Linked DNA regions of Mus musculus: all the other regions are linked to region 1. A link is a contact called in public Hi-C and promoter capture Hi-C data. All regions are on one chromosome and are shown on one strand. The core of a region is the stretch at or near the end of the contact, and the rest is flanking DNA. Distances in the headings are between cores, read along the strand shown. Region 1 holds the start of Habp2 (hyaluronic acid binding protein 2). Region 2 overlaps Vti1a (vesicle transport through interaction with t-SNAREs 1A). Region 3 holds the start of Vwa2 (von Willebrand factor A domain containing 2). Region 4 overlaps Vti1a (vesicle transport through interaction with t-SNAREs 1A). Region 5 overlaps Vti1a (vesicle transport through interaction with t-SNAREs 1A).

Evidence for each region. Promoter capture Hi-C pulls out the DNA fragments that hold promoters and counts their contacts. A called contact is a pair of places that touch in the nucleus more often than the background predicts.
Region 2: a contact with region 1 is called in a promoter capture Hi-C map of the SN4741 cell line, with 4 times the contacts expected there. The contact joins the enhancer-like site here to the promoter of Habp2 in region 1. A contact is called at or near these places in 9 of 39 promoter capture datasets (the SN4741 cell line, cranial neural crest, embryonic stem cells and 6 more) and 1 of 9 other capture datasets (embryonic stem cells).
Region 3: a contact with region 1 is called in a promoter capture Hi-C map of liver, with 2.3 times the contacts expected there. The contact joins the promoter of Vwa2 here to the promoter of Habp2 in region 1.
Region 4: a promoter capture Hi-C map of 3T3-L1-derived adipocytes shows a contact between it and region 1, with 6 times the contacts expected there. The contact joins the enhancer-like site here to the promoter of Habp2 in region 1. A contact is called at or near these places in 7 of 39 promoter capture datasets (the 3T3-L1 cell line, 3T3-L1-derived adipocytes, the SN4741 cell line and 4 more) and 3 of 115 datasets of contacts at active chromatin or transcription factors (differentiating embryonic stem cells, embryonic basal ganglia and embryonic stem cells).
Region 5: a Hi-C map of myocytes shows a contact between it and region 1, with 2.4 times the contacts expected there. The contact joins the enhancer-like site here to the promoter of Habp2 in region 1. A contact is called at or near these places in 14 of 39 promoter capture datasets (the 3T3-L1 cell line, 3T3-L1-derived adipocytes, the SN4741 cell line and 8 more), 3 of 484 Hi-C or Micro-C datasets (cranial neural crest, myocytes and palatal mesenchyme), 3 of 115 datasets of contacts at active chromatin or transcription factors (differentiating embryonic stem cells, embryonic basal ganglia and embryonic stem cells) and 1 of 9 other capture datasets (embryonic stem cells).

The regions. Positions count from the first base shown.
Region 1 is chr19:56,286,531-56,289,230 of GRCm38.p6, forward strand. Habp2 (hyaluronic acid binding protein 2) reads left to right here and starts at 1,382. Exons shown (of 13, transcript NM_001329935.1): 1 at 1,382-1,522. The coding sequence starts at 1,466. It overlaps Gm32257 (a long non-coding RNA gene), which reads right to left and starts at 2,140. Exons shown (of 5, transcript XR_877947.3): 1 at 2,027-2,140.
Region 2 is chr19:55,439,129-55,441,828 of GRCm38.p6, forward strand. The region is part of intron 5 of Vti1a (vesicle transport through interaction with t-SNAREs 1A); the gene reads left to right. Among named protein-coding and RNA genes, the nearest start is that of Vti1a, 120 kb to the left of the region's middle. Within about 2 kb of position 1,448, at least 31 of the 459 cell types and tissues checked have an H3K27ac peak or open chromatin away from gene starts, as enhancers often do. A contact at or near this core is called in the SN4741 cell line, where this site is marked.
Region 3 is chr19:56,873,099-56,875,798 of GRCm38.p6, forward strand. It overlaps Vwa2 (von Willebrand factor A domain containing 2), which reads left to right and starts at 1,318. Exons shown (of 14, transcript NM_172840.2): 1 at 1,318-1,480.
Region 4 is chr19:55,559,072-55,561,771 of GRCm38.p6, forward strand. All of the region lies in intron 7 of Vti1a (vesicle transport through interaction with t-SNAREs 1A), which reads left to right. Among named protein-coding and RNA genes, the nearest start is that of Gm41871, 140 kb to the right of the region's middle. Within about 2 kb of position 1,415, at least 4 of the 459 cell types and tissues checked have an H3K27ac peak or open chromatin away from gene starts, as enhancers often do. A contact at or near this core is called in 3T3-L1-derived adipocytes, where this site is marked.
Region 5 is chr19:55,541,269-55,543,968 of GRCm38.p6, forward strand. The region is part of intron 7 of Vti1a (vesicle transport through interaction with t-SNAREs 1A); the gene reads left to right. Among named protein-coding and RNA genes, the nearest start is that of Gm41871, 160 kb to the right of the region's middle. Within about 2 kb of position 1,378, at least 99 of the 459 cell types and tissues checked have an H3K27ac peak or open chromatin away from gene starts, as enhancers often do. A contact at or near this core is called in the SN4741 cell line, embryonic stem cells, myocytes and 1 more, where this site is marked.

The DNA.
Region 1 (2,700 bases), core at 132-2,631:
ACTCTCTCTCTCTCTCTCTCTCTCTCTCTCTCTCACGCACACACACACACACACACACACACACACACACACACACTCTCTCTCTCTCTCTCTCTCTCTGCTTTTTCACAGTCAATTTGGTCTTCACACGGATCTGCTCCTACTTACTCCTGGGATGTTCATCTTGAGACAAATACCCAACTGTTCAACCGATTGTTCACCTACTTGTTCATGTCCCCCACCTAAATCTACTGAGTGTCCACCTATCTTAGGAGCTCACTCTTCATCTCCCTCAGCCTCATGAACATTCCATCAAAGGGGGCAGAGAGAGAAGAGATATTGATGGGATCGTAGATGTTCTCCTCATGACAGCTTTGTGAAGTTTGCATAGCAAAACCCATCTAGTGAGCGGCTTTGACTTCAGGTTCCTTCACAGGGCCTGTGGGGCTCACCACCATGGTCACTGGCTTCCAGAGGGAGGAGCAGCCTCTGGCTGAGCACCGTGAGTGCATGTGACCTGTGGGGTGGCTGACGTAAGCATCAAGCACGAGTCATTTGGCACCATTTCAAGCCTACATTGAAGAACCAGGTTGGAGGATTGCTGGAGCCTATACATAGATTATTGTGGACAGACAGGAGCGTGGGATCCGCTCTAGCTGAGATCGATTGAGTCCACAAGAATCTATCCTTCCCAGGTCATTTCTGCTTCTGTAGCCTGCCTGCAACCTGTGCTGCTAGGTAAGGAGCAGTGGGAACAATTGTCCCAAAGATGAGAACCACGGCTGTTTATCCTCCCCCTGGTCAAAGAAAGTCTCCAACTAAAGGGGGGGAAATAATTAAAAGTAAAAGCCTTATGTAATGAGATTTAAAAGAAAACTTTTGAAGCCAACAAGCTGCTGTGGGCAGCACTTCAAAGGGCCCAGGATCAATGTTTGTCAATAACAGTTTGGCATTCTTTAATTTATCGTTCATGAATATAAAGTGGGATGTTATTAGGAGCCCGTCCATGTCTTAGTTCTGCTTGAGATTTGGAGATCAGAAATCTAGCAGTAATCTCAGAGGTGGCAGAGGTTCTTGTCCGATCTGGAGTCCTTTATCCTGTGGTTAAGACGCCGCCCATACATCCAGACCTACAGCATTGAACATTCCCTAGCTCCTACCTGCACCCACAAGCCATGCGGCTCTTTATTTTGTCTGCTATCTTTGGAGACTTTTTTTTTTTTTTTTTTTTTTTTGCCTAAGACAAGGCACCCCTTGACTCTGCCCAACCCCCAAGTTGCCATTTGTTTAATCAAGATAGTTGGTTTGCAAAACATTAAACAGTATTTGATGCCTAGTTAATAATTTGCATCCTCTCCATTCGTTCCGGAATCCCTCGAGACTGACATTCCCCACCCCCCAGCCCCCACCCCAAAGGAATAGACAAGAAGAGAAACTGCAGAGGGAGAGAACAGAGAGGCCTTCAACTACACAGATATTTGTCAGGATGTTGGTGTTCCGTGTCCTGCTGCTAATCGCCCTGGTGGGGAAGTCAGTCATTGGGGTAAGTGGTCACCTCACGTTTCTTTGGTTGAGAGACTCTAAGGATTTTAGCAAAAATCAAACCATCTGGGTTAGAAGCAAGGGAAATCTTAAATTGGGAAAGGCTGGTGTTGCCAAGTTGTGTGTGTCCTGACCACAAGAGCTAAAACAGGCTGAATCACGGACTTCTGGGCAGTCAGTTTTACAATGACATGTGTGTGATATGAACTCTGTGGCAAAGCCTCCATGAATTCGTCCCCACAGAGGTGACTAAGGCACACAAGTACTCTGTATCGTGGATGAAATCTGGCATGCGCCTCGGAAATCCTCTGAGAAGTCCTGTCCCTAGGAGACTAGATTAGGGTCTCAGCCTTAGCTCACATGTCAGATTATCTATTATCTGGGGCTGACATAAGGACTCCTGAGCTTTGACCTCAGGGGGATACCCTGGTGGCTGAAATGAACCCAGCAGAGGGTTCACTTAGCTGCCTTCGATTTGTGGAGAAGCTCCATGGCTAATACTTACTCTTCTTTTTCCCATGACCACAGTAGATGAGACAGGGAAGATGAGCCAGGGCCCCAGGGAGCTTGTGGTGAGCCAGAAAGGGAAACGCTGTAGAGGGACTTTGGCCAGGGCTCTGAGACCTTTGGGTTGAATGAATAATAGAGATGCTGGCCTAGCTAAGCAAGGAACACACTGGCTATGGACCGAGGCTTGAGTGTTGAGCCTTGGAGCCAGAAACAGTGTTGATTTTGTCACAGCATAACTGAGGAATATATAGCCATAATAATACCGCCCCCCCCCCCCGCCCCAAGCCTCCAAGAAATCACCAACAACCAACTGCTCTTGTGGTAGAGGTCATGGCAACAAAAGGTTGCAGACATGGCGGCTTCCAGTAAACCGTAGCTCTTTCTGCTTTTGTTTTTCTTTGTGGTGCTGCTGGTGATCAAACCCAAGATCTTTATCTTGTGTGCTAGGCAAACTCTTTACTGGGAAGCCAATCCCCACCCCAGAGTCAGTTCTACTCCGAGAAAATGCCCAAACTGAGCGTAAGTCCCCTATGAAAATCAGAGCACAGTCCCTTTGACGAAGAGGCATGGAAGAGAGATGGGAGAGGGTGGGAGTCACTGTAAACTTCTTGCATCCAGTTAAGCACTTTTGAATTGGATTTCCCTTTCAGGGTGTTTCCTGAGGGAATG
Region 2 (2,700 bases), core at 198-2,697, 850 kb before region 1:
TAGGGTCCCCATTGGCAGAACTAGAGAAAGGACCCAAGGAACTCAAGTGGTTTGCAGCCCCATAGGAGGAACAACAATGTGAACCACCCACTACCCCCCAGAGCTCCCAGGGACTAAACCACCAACCAAAGAGTACAGATGGTGGGGCTCATGGCTCCAGCTGCATATGTAGCAGAGGATAGCCTTGTCAGGCATCAATGGGAGGAGAGGTCCTTGGTCCTGTGAAGCCTCTATGCGCTAGTGTAGAGGAATTCCAGGGCCAGGAAGCGGGAGTGGGTGGGTTGGTGAGCAGGGTTGGGGAGAAGGGATAGGGGTTTTCAAAGGGGAAACCAGGAAAGGGGATAATATTTGAAATGGAAATAAAGAAAATATCTAATAAAACAAAAAGAAAATAATGTCCATGAGAACAGATCTGTTTTGTTCTCTCTTATATCTCCAGCTTCTAAACTTATGCTGTACAGAAGGGAAATGTTCCATATATATGATCTAATAAAGTGGGTGAAACTCAGTATACACCAGGCTGGTATGTGTAGTACTTAGCAGACCCTGACTGGTGTAGCCATTTTGGGAGAATGAGATTGAAGGGAACCACTCATCTCCAGGGTCAAGGTTTGGAAAACCTTCAGTGGAGAAAGAGACAGCATGAAGGTGAGCCTAGGTTTGGGACACTAAGTAATATTTAGATTTATGAACTCAAGGACAAGGTGGAGAGAAACCACTTAAACAAAGGTACAGAGATAGAATAGCCCAGGATGCTTTAAAAAGGAAAATACTAACCAAAGAGTAGCCAGAGTCAACAATGCCTGATGACAGTAAATATTGAATGTTAGTAAAGACTAGTCAGCGAGTCTGCTCTGCCTAAGCCATTGAGATAATATTCAGAAGGTCTAGGCTAACATCCTGACCTGGCATTCATTTACTCTGTTTTTAATGTAAGCATTAATTTGTATGTGGGAATTTTATAGTTATCAGGCAGTTCTCTTAAATGCAATCATTAATTACTCCATTCTTTAGCCAAGAAATTAGGTCTTAAAGAATTCACCTCTTCTTCTATCACAAAACAAGGATATGGTGTGTCAAGTGTTTTAAGTAAAAGCATGGGGTGTGCCATTGGCTGTCACTTAGTCAATAAAAATGGTGCCTTTTTCTCTCTTAGCAGTGACTTTGTGAAGGACTTTGGAAAACTGAATGGACACATCTGAAATTGGGTTTCAATTTTGAGAGAGCACAAATGATCACAACTCATATCACTCAGTGGCCTAGTACTGTTCAAATACTGTTAAAAGAGTTGCCTTTTTATAACATTACAAACAAAACAAAACATAAAAGTACAAAGCCCCATTTGTGGGATCTGGGCCATATCCATGGGAATGCCTGGATGAGAAACTATTGAGAATGTGAAGAACCGGGGCTGGAGAGATGACTCAGTCGTGAAGGATGCTTGCTACCTTTAAAACAACAAATAACTGAATCCCATGCCTATTACTCATGGCAGGAAGCTCAGAGTCACCTGTAACTCCAGGTCCATCTGATGGCCAAAGGGCATCTGATGACCGTTTTGGCCTTTGCACACACTTTATACATCTTCATGTGCACACAAACACATTAAAATTAAACCTGTTTATAAAACAGAGTGGGAAGAGCAGGAAAGTGTGGGTGTCGGCTCCTCGAACCACAGTCACACCAACCAAAGCCTTCCCCAAAGAACACTTAAATGTGAGCATTTTAGTCGGCACGCGCAGTTGAGTATCAAGTCATTAACTCCAGCACACTTCCTCCTTCTTAAGAGCAGAGCTGAGCTTAGCTGTCCTCTGACTTCAGCCTGCCCAGTACCTGCTATTCATTTCAGAAATGAATTCTATTTTTTCAAATCTTTTACTTAGGCAGGTCCACAGTGGCAGAGTTCACACCTTGGCTATTGCTTTAAAAAATGAACAACTGATATGCAAAAGTTTGACAAACTTGAGCTAAGGTCACTGAAGGCTTAAATGGTAAGAGCTTAAAAATATTAAGGCAGACAGAGACTAAATCTCCTCCAGGTCGATCCTACAACCTGAAATGTTTTCCTAAACATATAAACCTTAAAATAATGTTAATAAATCTAAAATGCCTCAAGTAAATGTGGAACTCCAGTTGTTTTAATATAGAAATATTAGCACTAATGGGTTTCTAAGACATCTCTGTAGACTTATGGTTAGTGTTTTCAGTGTTAGCCTTTATGAAGCTGGAACTCACATGTGTTCATAAGGGATGCATACACTGGGAAATTGTGGTCAAAATGTCAAACAGTAAACATCAGAGTTCAGGCTAGTTCACTTCAATATTTATGTTAATTTTGTAAAAACTTATTTGGATGATTTTCATGATAGCCTCCACGTTAGAGAAAAACCTTCATGGAAACTTATTGAGGATCAATATTTTAAAAATCGTTTGGTCACATAGAACTACCTGACAGTATTATCCAAATAGCCTGCTAAGGAAAGCTGCTTACCCTATAAATGTACCTTATGATTAAAACAGTACATCATTATCTGAGGTCCAAAGTCTTCTTGGTTAATAGATTTAAACGGTTTTTAATCCAGTCAATAAATGTGAAGGTCCACTGGCTACATTCTCTTCAGGCTTCTGCTAATTAATTATGGCTTATTTTGCTCAAGTTCTATTGTCATGCTGGCTGTGTAACTCAGGGCAAAGACTCAC
Region 3 (2,700 bases), core at 68-2,567, 590 kb after region 1:
CAGAATGAAATGCAACAGAGAGATGTTAAATACAAAGAATGTGTAAAAATACAAAATGGAGTATTTACCTGGCAGGTTGGCATTTACAGGAATACTGGGGGAAAGCGCAAAAAATAGGGAACAGATGAGCTTCCTGGAAGACAGTTATGTTAAAAACAACAGACCTTGGTCAGGGAGATAGCCTAGCTGGCAAAGGCACTTACTTGCCCTCAAGATTGCCAATGTGATTTCAATCTTCAAAAACCATGTGGTGGAAGAAAAACAAAATGAACAAAAACCCAACAACAAAAAACAAAACTCCCCCCAGATCCTCCTATGTCTTCACATGTGATGATGCACCTGCACACACAAACACAAGTGTGAAAAATGGAATTCTTGTATATAACTTGTAGTCTAGGAAATTTACTAGTTTCCAAATGTAATTGGGCCGCCCCACCGAGATACCTGATTGGAGTGTTAAACTTAAGGCCTCAGCATTAAGCAGTAGCAAATGGTGTATATAGGTAGAGCAGAGTTACAACGGCCCAAACTGCAGATGTTCAACTCAGGTGTGGATGATCAAGCATCAATGGAAGAAACTAAGGTTTTGAAGGAGGAAATGAAAGCTTTTCCCCAGTGGTCTGCAGCTGAGTACCAGTGGCTTTTCTATTTGCTTTCTCTTGTTTTCTATTTTGTAAACTTTTCCAATGAGCACACAATATGTAGTTTTGATTAAGTATAAAAATGATTTGAGGGTTTATCTGCACGGAGCACCTGCCAGAAGGGACACCGTTGTTTGTTCTGTGACAAATACCTGGCACCCTCTAAGTTAAAAGGCGAATGCTGCCCAATAACCACTCACCTGCAAGAACTAACAGGCCGGTTGGCAAAAAGCAGAAGACAAATGGAAACGATGCCAAAGTCAACATTTCCTCAAGGGTGGAATCGATAAAACCTGCGGAGTAGCCAACACTCTCTGTGACCACAGCCGCACCGCTTGCAGCGGCCAGGTCGCTCGGAAGTGTTGATGATGCTGCGGTCCGTGGGTCGTGGGTCGCGGGTCGCCGGGCAGGGCGAGGGACGAGGCGGGCGCGGTTCCCTGGAGCAATAGTTGCGCCGCCCTCACGCCGAACGTCCGGATCCTCACAGGCTGCATCCGAGCGGCCCGTCCCGCCTCTGCTGGGAGAGACCAACAGGTGCCCCACGTGGCTGCGAGCCGCAGCGCCCCCCGAACGGAGCCCAGCCTACGCCGCGGGCAGAGCAGCTGTGCGCTCCGCGGGTGGGAGCCCACGCCTTCCAACAACTGGGGCGGGGCGGGGCGGAGGACTGGGCGCACCCTTGCCAGTGAGCGAGCGAGCGTGTGGAACCCCAGGCCTGAGCCCGCGCCCCTACCTGCCCAGCCAAGCCGAGTGCCGCCGGCTTTGTTCGCTTTGTCCTCGCGCACCTAAGCGGCCGGCCTGGAAGAACGCCATCCCGGAGAGCGCACGCGGCGTCGCACCAGGTAAGGGGTGCTGGCCTGGGAGGTGGGGGCCGGGGGACAGGCTGCGGATGGAGAAACGCGAGCGGCCTGGCGCCGTAGTGGGGACCCCTTCCCTGGCCACTGCAGAAGGGGCTGGAGTTTTGATAAAAAGCTTTGGGAACTTGCTCATCACTCCGTATTATGAGCACTCAGGTGCTACAGCATTTCAACCGGGTTTCCTAGACAGACAGCCTCGTCCTTTCAAATAAGTCACTTCCTGAAGAACTCGAGGGAAGTTCGCTGCTCTGAGAGCGAGACAGGGGTTCTGCTTTTCGCAGAACGCACGCCTGGGAGAGACATGCTTGCCTTCGGGCTCCCCGCAGCAAACATCACCTGGCTCGGCCCTGTTCTTTGCCCTTTTCCAGCTTGCCCAGGACCAGACGTCAGTGGCGGGCAGAGATAAAGTGGGAGGGGCTCAGCACATTGTGAATCCGTGATTTAAAAGTCTGAGCTCTAGACAGAGGCAAAGGAGCGGATGATGCTCTGCTGTGTTTGCTTACAGCGTTGCCTGCCGGCATCAGCCTGGACTTCTCAGTAAGGACCGCACTAGGGAAGGGAGGGGATGATTGTTAGTGGTATGGCATCCCACTATATGCTCCCTTGGTTAAATAAACGGAGAGCCCTCTGAATGCCTGTGGATTCAGTCCTAAAACTTCAAAGTCTCCTTTGCTCCGAAATGGTCTTATTGAGAAAGAAACGGAAAGCGTCTGGATGGTTAGCTCAAAGCTACCTTCCAGGGCATGGAATGTTCTAGACTTGATTCTGAGGCAAAGCCCAGGGATACAGAAGGACTCCTCCCTCTATCATCCCCAGTGTGCCTGAAAATCCATCAAGGAAGTATTTCTTGTCAAATCTGATTTGGGTCTACCCACCCAGAACTTAAAGACAAACCAATTCACCCCCACCTTCAGCAGACTATGGAACAAGCCAGCCAGAGGCCGGTGTTTCTGTGGTTGAATGGATGGGAAAACCCGAGGGCTAGCTTTATAGTTAATAGCCAAACTGAGCAGAGGTACAAAGACTTTGCATATACCTTCTGCCCCGCCCGCCCCAACCTGTTCTATTACCATCTCCCACTACATGGGATTTGTTAAAAGTGCTGAGCCTTCAAACTCCACAGTTGAGGACTCACACATTCTATACACTTGGACAAATGTTTACCACTGCCTGTTCATGTCACCGTTCCCTAGCCCCATGGCAAG
Region 4 (2,700 bases), core at 165-2,664, 730 kb before region 1:
GTTGAAAGTGCTGGTGGATCAACAAGCCAATTCCAGTATTTTAAAAGATTCATCCTTGTACTTCTGTTACTCTAGAACCACTCCTGGTACCAACTTCTGTATTAGTCAGGGTTCTCTAGAGTCACAGAACTTATGGATAGTCTCTAGATAGTAAAGGAATTTATTGATGACTTACAGTCGGCAGCCCAATTCCCAACAATTGTTCAGTAGTTAGAAGGGATCTTGATCGTTTGGATCTTCCACAAAATATCACATTGGTGCACTATATTGATGACATTATACTGCCTACTGCTGCCCTTTTCTGATACTGGTCATTCTCAAGCTGGTCTTTCTCAAGCAAAGACATCTAACAGAGTCGCTGCCCTGCTCAGTTCCCTCCTCCGTCCTTCAGAATGGACACCGCAGTCCTTACTGTGGCCTCGCAAATCAACTCTCCACAACGTGGCCCTCCCTCCGCTCCTCGGTGTCAGTGACTCCTCTGATAAGCTCTGGTCCAGCCACCCCGGGCTGCTCGCAGGTCTCTGACACCTAAGGCTCACTTGCTCCTGCATCTCTTTGTGCAGCCTGCGTCCTCCTCGGCAATCAACGGTCTTCCTGCAAGAATCCTCTCAGCCCCAGCAGCTGCCACACTTCACCTTCCTCCTGATCTGCCTGTCAGAAAGAGCTCTTCTCTTTAGCCCCAGTGTCTAAGTTAGCATCGCATCTGAATAGCCTGTGACAGTCTGTAGTTGGGAATCTTTATAAGTCTCTTCCCATTGCCCACCAGATCTCGCTTCCCCATCTTCATGTCTCTAGTAGCAACAACTAGTGTGTAGCTCTTCAATCAATAATTACTCGCAGGATTTAAATTCCCTTCTCCAAAGAAAAAGCTATGGCCAGTAAGGAGCCCGAGTCCCAGATAGGAGGTACAGTAACAAGGACTAACATTCAAAGTCCTAATTACTTTGGTCATTTGTTGAATTTAAGTTACCACGGTGGTTTACCAGGTTCAATTAGAAAATGTAACTTTATTGCAACCCAACCCCCATTCTGTTTCTTACAGATCTCAAGAGTTTTATACTCAGTTGCCAGAAATCTTTTTTTTTTTAAACCGACAAATTGTCCAGGGGCCATTTTGAGGTTGCGCAATAGGTTGATTGAGTCCCGGCCAGGCTCTGTGCACTTGCTCTACTGCACACAATGTAGATGCACAGGCCACGTGCAAACGCCGCTGTTCATTGTTCCCAACCCTCCAAATCCACGTCTTTAAAAACAATCAGTTGCATTCCTCTTAAATTAAATGCCAAGTAAACAATGCAAATAAAACTATTTTTCTTGCAGAGACAAAATTGAAAATCTGTAACTAATTACAAATTGGCAAGCCTCGAGCCTACAAATAGCTGAACTCTCTACCAATGTATCGTTTACAGTGAACTCAAAGCCAGCTTCCTCACACCAGCCGTCCACAAGTTATTAATCAATGCTGTGCCAAGCCCTGGACCTCACCTCCCCCAAAATCATCATAAACATTTAATTTTCAATGTGGGCTTCATAAACAAAGCTGTTAAAAATGAGAGAAAGTTTAATTGGTCAGACACACAATGCCTGTTCGTGGAGTCTGAGCTGGCTTCCCGTTTAAATACTCTGCTCTTCCCCTACTCAACTGAGCTGAGATTAATATTCTGTCCCTGTGGCCCTTGGCTTTCCTATGGCACTCTGAGCACTACCAGACCTTCCTTAGTTGAAATCCTGGCGAAAAGCACCCTGCTCACAGGCCACAGAAAACAGGGTCAAGGAGCGGCTTTGAGTGCCACAAGTGGGAGACAGAATTTACCCATGGCTTTATTTTGGGGGTGATCCTGCTTAACATACATGTACTGAAAACTGCAAAGATGTGGATATCTTTTTCTTTCCGTTCAGTTTTCACTTTAATGCCCCTCTGGAGGAAGCCTTTCCCCATCTCTCTTACTAACATTTGTCTCCTTCTCTGACTTTGTATAGCTTTTTTAAGAGTTCTGAGTTCCTGTGGCTGGGGTATAAGTCATATAAACAAACATGTTGCCAAAAATCTTGGCCTCCCCCTCGAACCCTATTCCCCACAATGGTACCGTACCCGGTATACTAGATTTGAATACATGTTGGGTGGGGAGACAGTTTGACGGGTGAGGGAGTAAATAGAAGGAATAAACTTGTGTCGTGTGAGGCAGGCAGCAGAGCTAGAGCCAAACTCCAAAGCCTGGAAAAGGCATCGGGTCATAGCTGTATCTTCTGATAGAAGCCCACCACTGCCCCAAGGTGCAGAGCTGGGGAGATCTATACATACTCAGTGCATCCAAGAGAGAGGTGAGCAATGAGTTCTCTTCAACCTCACAAAGGTTGCTCTGTGGGAAATCGATCACACACACACACACACACACACACACACACACACACACACGCTTGTAACTCCCAAAAGCTTGAGTAGGAGCTAGCGACTTGAGATTACCTGACACACATTGGGGCTTACAGTGAGATGCCTCCTTGCTGACAAAACCGCCCCAGCTAGAAAGCAGGTAGGTGTTGGACGAACTCACATGGATGCTTTCAGAGGGAGGCAGGCACCAAGCGTACCGTGGCTCCAGATGACATCATGCTCCCTTTTCGTCCCCACACTCTGAGTCTGCAGTGATGAAGCAGGCAGAACACTCACTAAATACTTGGAGATTCCCATGAGATTCGTTA
Region 5 (2,700 bases), core at 128-2,627, 750 kb before region 1:
CTTCCAACATAAGGAAAAGAGCATCAATAATTTAAACTTTAAACCATGGTGATGATGAAAACCAAGAAAACCAGTTGACCTACTTTTTTTTTTAAACTAACGGACTTTGAGGGGAAATATAGTTTTGTGGCACCGAGCTTCGAGGGTCTCCTTTGTTGAACACTTATGAACTTACAGCCCTGAGAGTACTTTAGGAAACTTGCTGGCTGAGAGGATGAGGAGAGTGGATAAACGGGAGAGAAGGCCAAAATAACAGGGGTAGGAAACCTTTAGCTCATAAAATACTGCTTTTTCCCATTTTTAGGAAGGGCATCTCTGGAGGCGCACCTCCGTCAAGCACGATAGGCAGCAGGCCCTCGCGCCTCTTTTCCTTGCCAGATATTTGTTGCAGACTGGAAGACATTTTATGATATTTATTTGATGACACACACCTGCTGGGTAGATGAAAAGCGACAGCTCCTGAGGATGACCCACTTCAAGGGCACAGTAAGCTTCTGAAGACTTTGGCAGGCTACCCTGCATCTTTGCAGTGCCTGTTGATGTCACTTGTTGCTCGTATCTGAGACCAGGGCCTTGTACACGTGTTGGAGGCAGGCTGCTAACCCCAGGGAAGAGATTTCTGAACCACTAACTACTTTGTAAGTACACCAAAGCCTGGCAAGGCAGCTGCTTTGTCAAGCAAACTGCAAACTTGTGAAGAGCTCATCTCAGCAGTCAGGATGTGCATCAACACAGGAGCGCACCAGCTGGGAGCGGACCTCCTAGGCTCCCCAGAGAGGAGATGAGTCCAAGGAGAAGGTATGGGTCCCATAAGGTCCCACTCAAGGGAAGATGCCAGGGAAGGAAGGGATGCATCGTTTTTCTAAGAGTTCACAGGGTAAAGAGAGGTTCCGGTTGGGATCAAGAAAGAGCAAGAAACATTTGAAACATGTGGGACACTCCTCCCATCCATCCTGTGCAGCCAGCCCTCTTGTCTCAGGCTTCCTTCACCCACATGAAGTCATGGCAGAGTAAAGATCTGGTAAAATGGGGAGGGGGCATCTGTCTAGTGAGAAACTTTACATGATATAAATTTTGGAGAGGCACAGCAGCAGGCATGCACAGGGGTGTTCTTAACTGTGTTGCACTTGCTGCCGTGGGATGCCTGGCCTGAGATGAAGAAGCTGGATAAAGGAGCATTAGAGCAGGGCTACGAACAGCAGCATGGAATGGCAAGGCAGGGGCTATGGGTGGGCACTCTGCACAAACCCAGTGAGGGACAGGGCCGGGCTTGCTACCCAAACACAGCTTCAAACTGTGCACTGCACTTCTTCCTGCCCTGAGCTTTGCTGTACAGAAAATCTAGAGGTTCAATGAGGGTGGGGAGAAAGTGACTCACTGCTAAAGAATGATAAACTCTGAATCATGACTGGATGAGGACGATGCTTGTTGATTCATAGGAAGTCTTGTCTGTGACTTCATGCGCATGTCTGGAAGCCTGGCTGGAAAGACATGCTGCAAGCTTGTGTTGTCTGTGACGGCCTCGCCTGCTCAAGTTCTCTCCTCTTCCTCTGTCACATACTGTACCCCAGGTCACCTTAAGTGTGCAAGCTGGAGACTCAAGACCAAATCATTCCAAATAGCTTCTTTTATTTTTCCTACGTTTGGGAGACAGAAGATGCACTCAGAGCCAAGTTTGCCTGGAGCTTTGGGCTAAGACACTAGTCATTTCAGGCAATGGAAGAGAAAGTAAAGGACGGTGTCTACTTTGACGTGAAAGGCAGAACCAATAGCAAGTTCTTACACAGTTGATTTCAAGTCGGATTGTGGGTACAGACTTCACAACTTTAAACCAGCCTATTGTGTGTGCTGTCCCTAATGGAGGCTTCCGTTTTAACACAGACACAGTGAACAAACATTGATTTCTGCAACTATTTTCCGTTGAAACTACCTGATACCTAAGTACCGGGTGGGGTGACTTCCCCCTCGCTTTCCGTGAGCTAGAAAAGACCGTAACTACTTGTAAACCCAGCTCAAGAGTTATGCATGTGAATGGTGTTGGCCAAGGTGTTGAATGCAGCCATCGTAATGATGGTGCCCTCTCACAAAGCTAAGCAAGCAGGAATAATGCTAAAATGAGGGACAGCCATTTATTTACTGTACTTGGCATTGTTCACTCTAATAATGCGTTTCAACACAGTAGAACTGCTAGATAATGCGGCTGTGGCTTTTATGCCCGTCATTGTTATTTAAATGAACAGTCGACTGCACTGTAATGAAGAAATGCATGCATTTCCCCAACTCACTTATCAACCAGGATTCCAGGAAAATGAGAATTTGTGTCTGTCTTCATTCACAGAGCAAACTGGAGGTCACTGTTTTCAATGTGAACCTTTTTTTTTTAGCTTTTCAACACTGAATAATTAGGAGTCGCTGCTTCTGAAATTACCTGTATTCACTAGAGAGAAGAAAGACTTTTATCTTCACGATGAAATACATGCTCTCATTCAGACTTGGCCATTCTTTCTCCTAATAGCATTTTACACCGTCGAGTCAATCCTAGGTAGTAAAATAAAAGAATGTCATTTCCAGAGCCACAATAGCCTTGTTTATTATTTACCTCCCTAAAATTCAGCTGCTCCTGAAAAATAATATAAATGTAAAAATGGGTTTAAAGCAATCGAACATATAAAGCAATTATCCACATAAGATGCCATTATA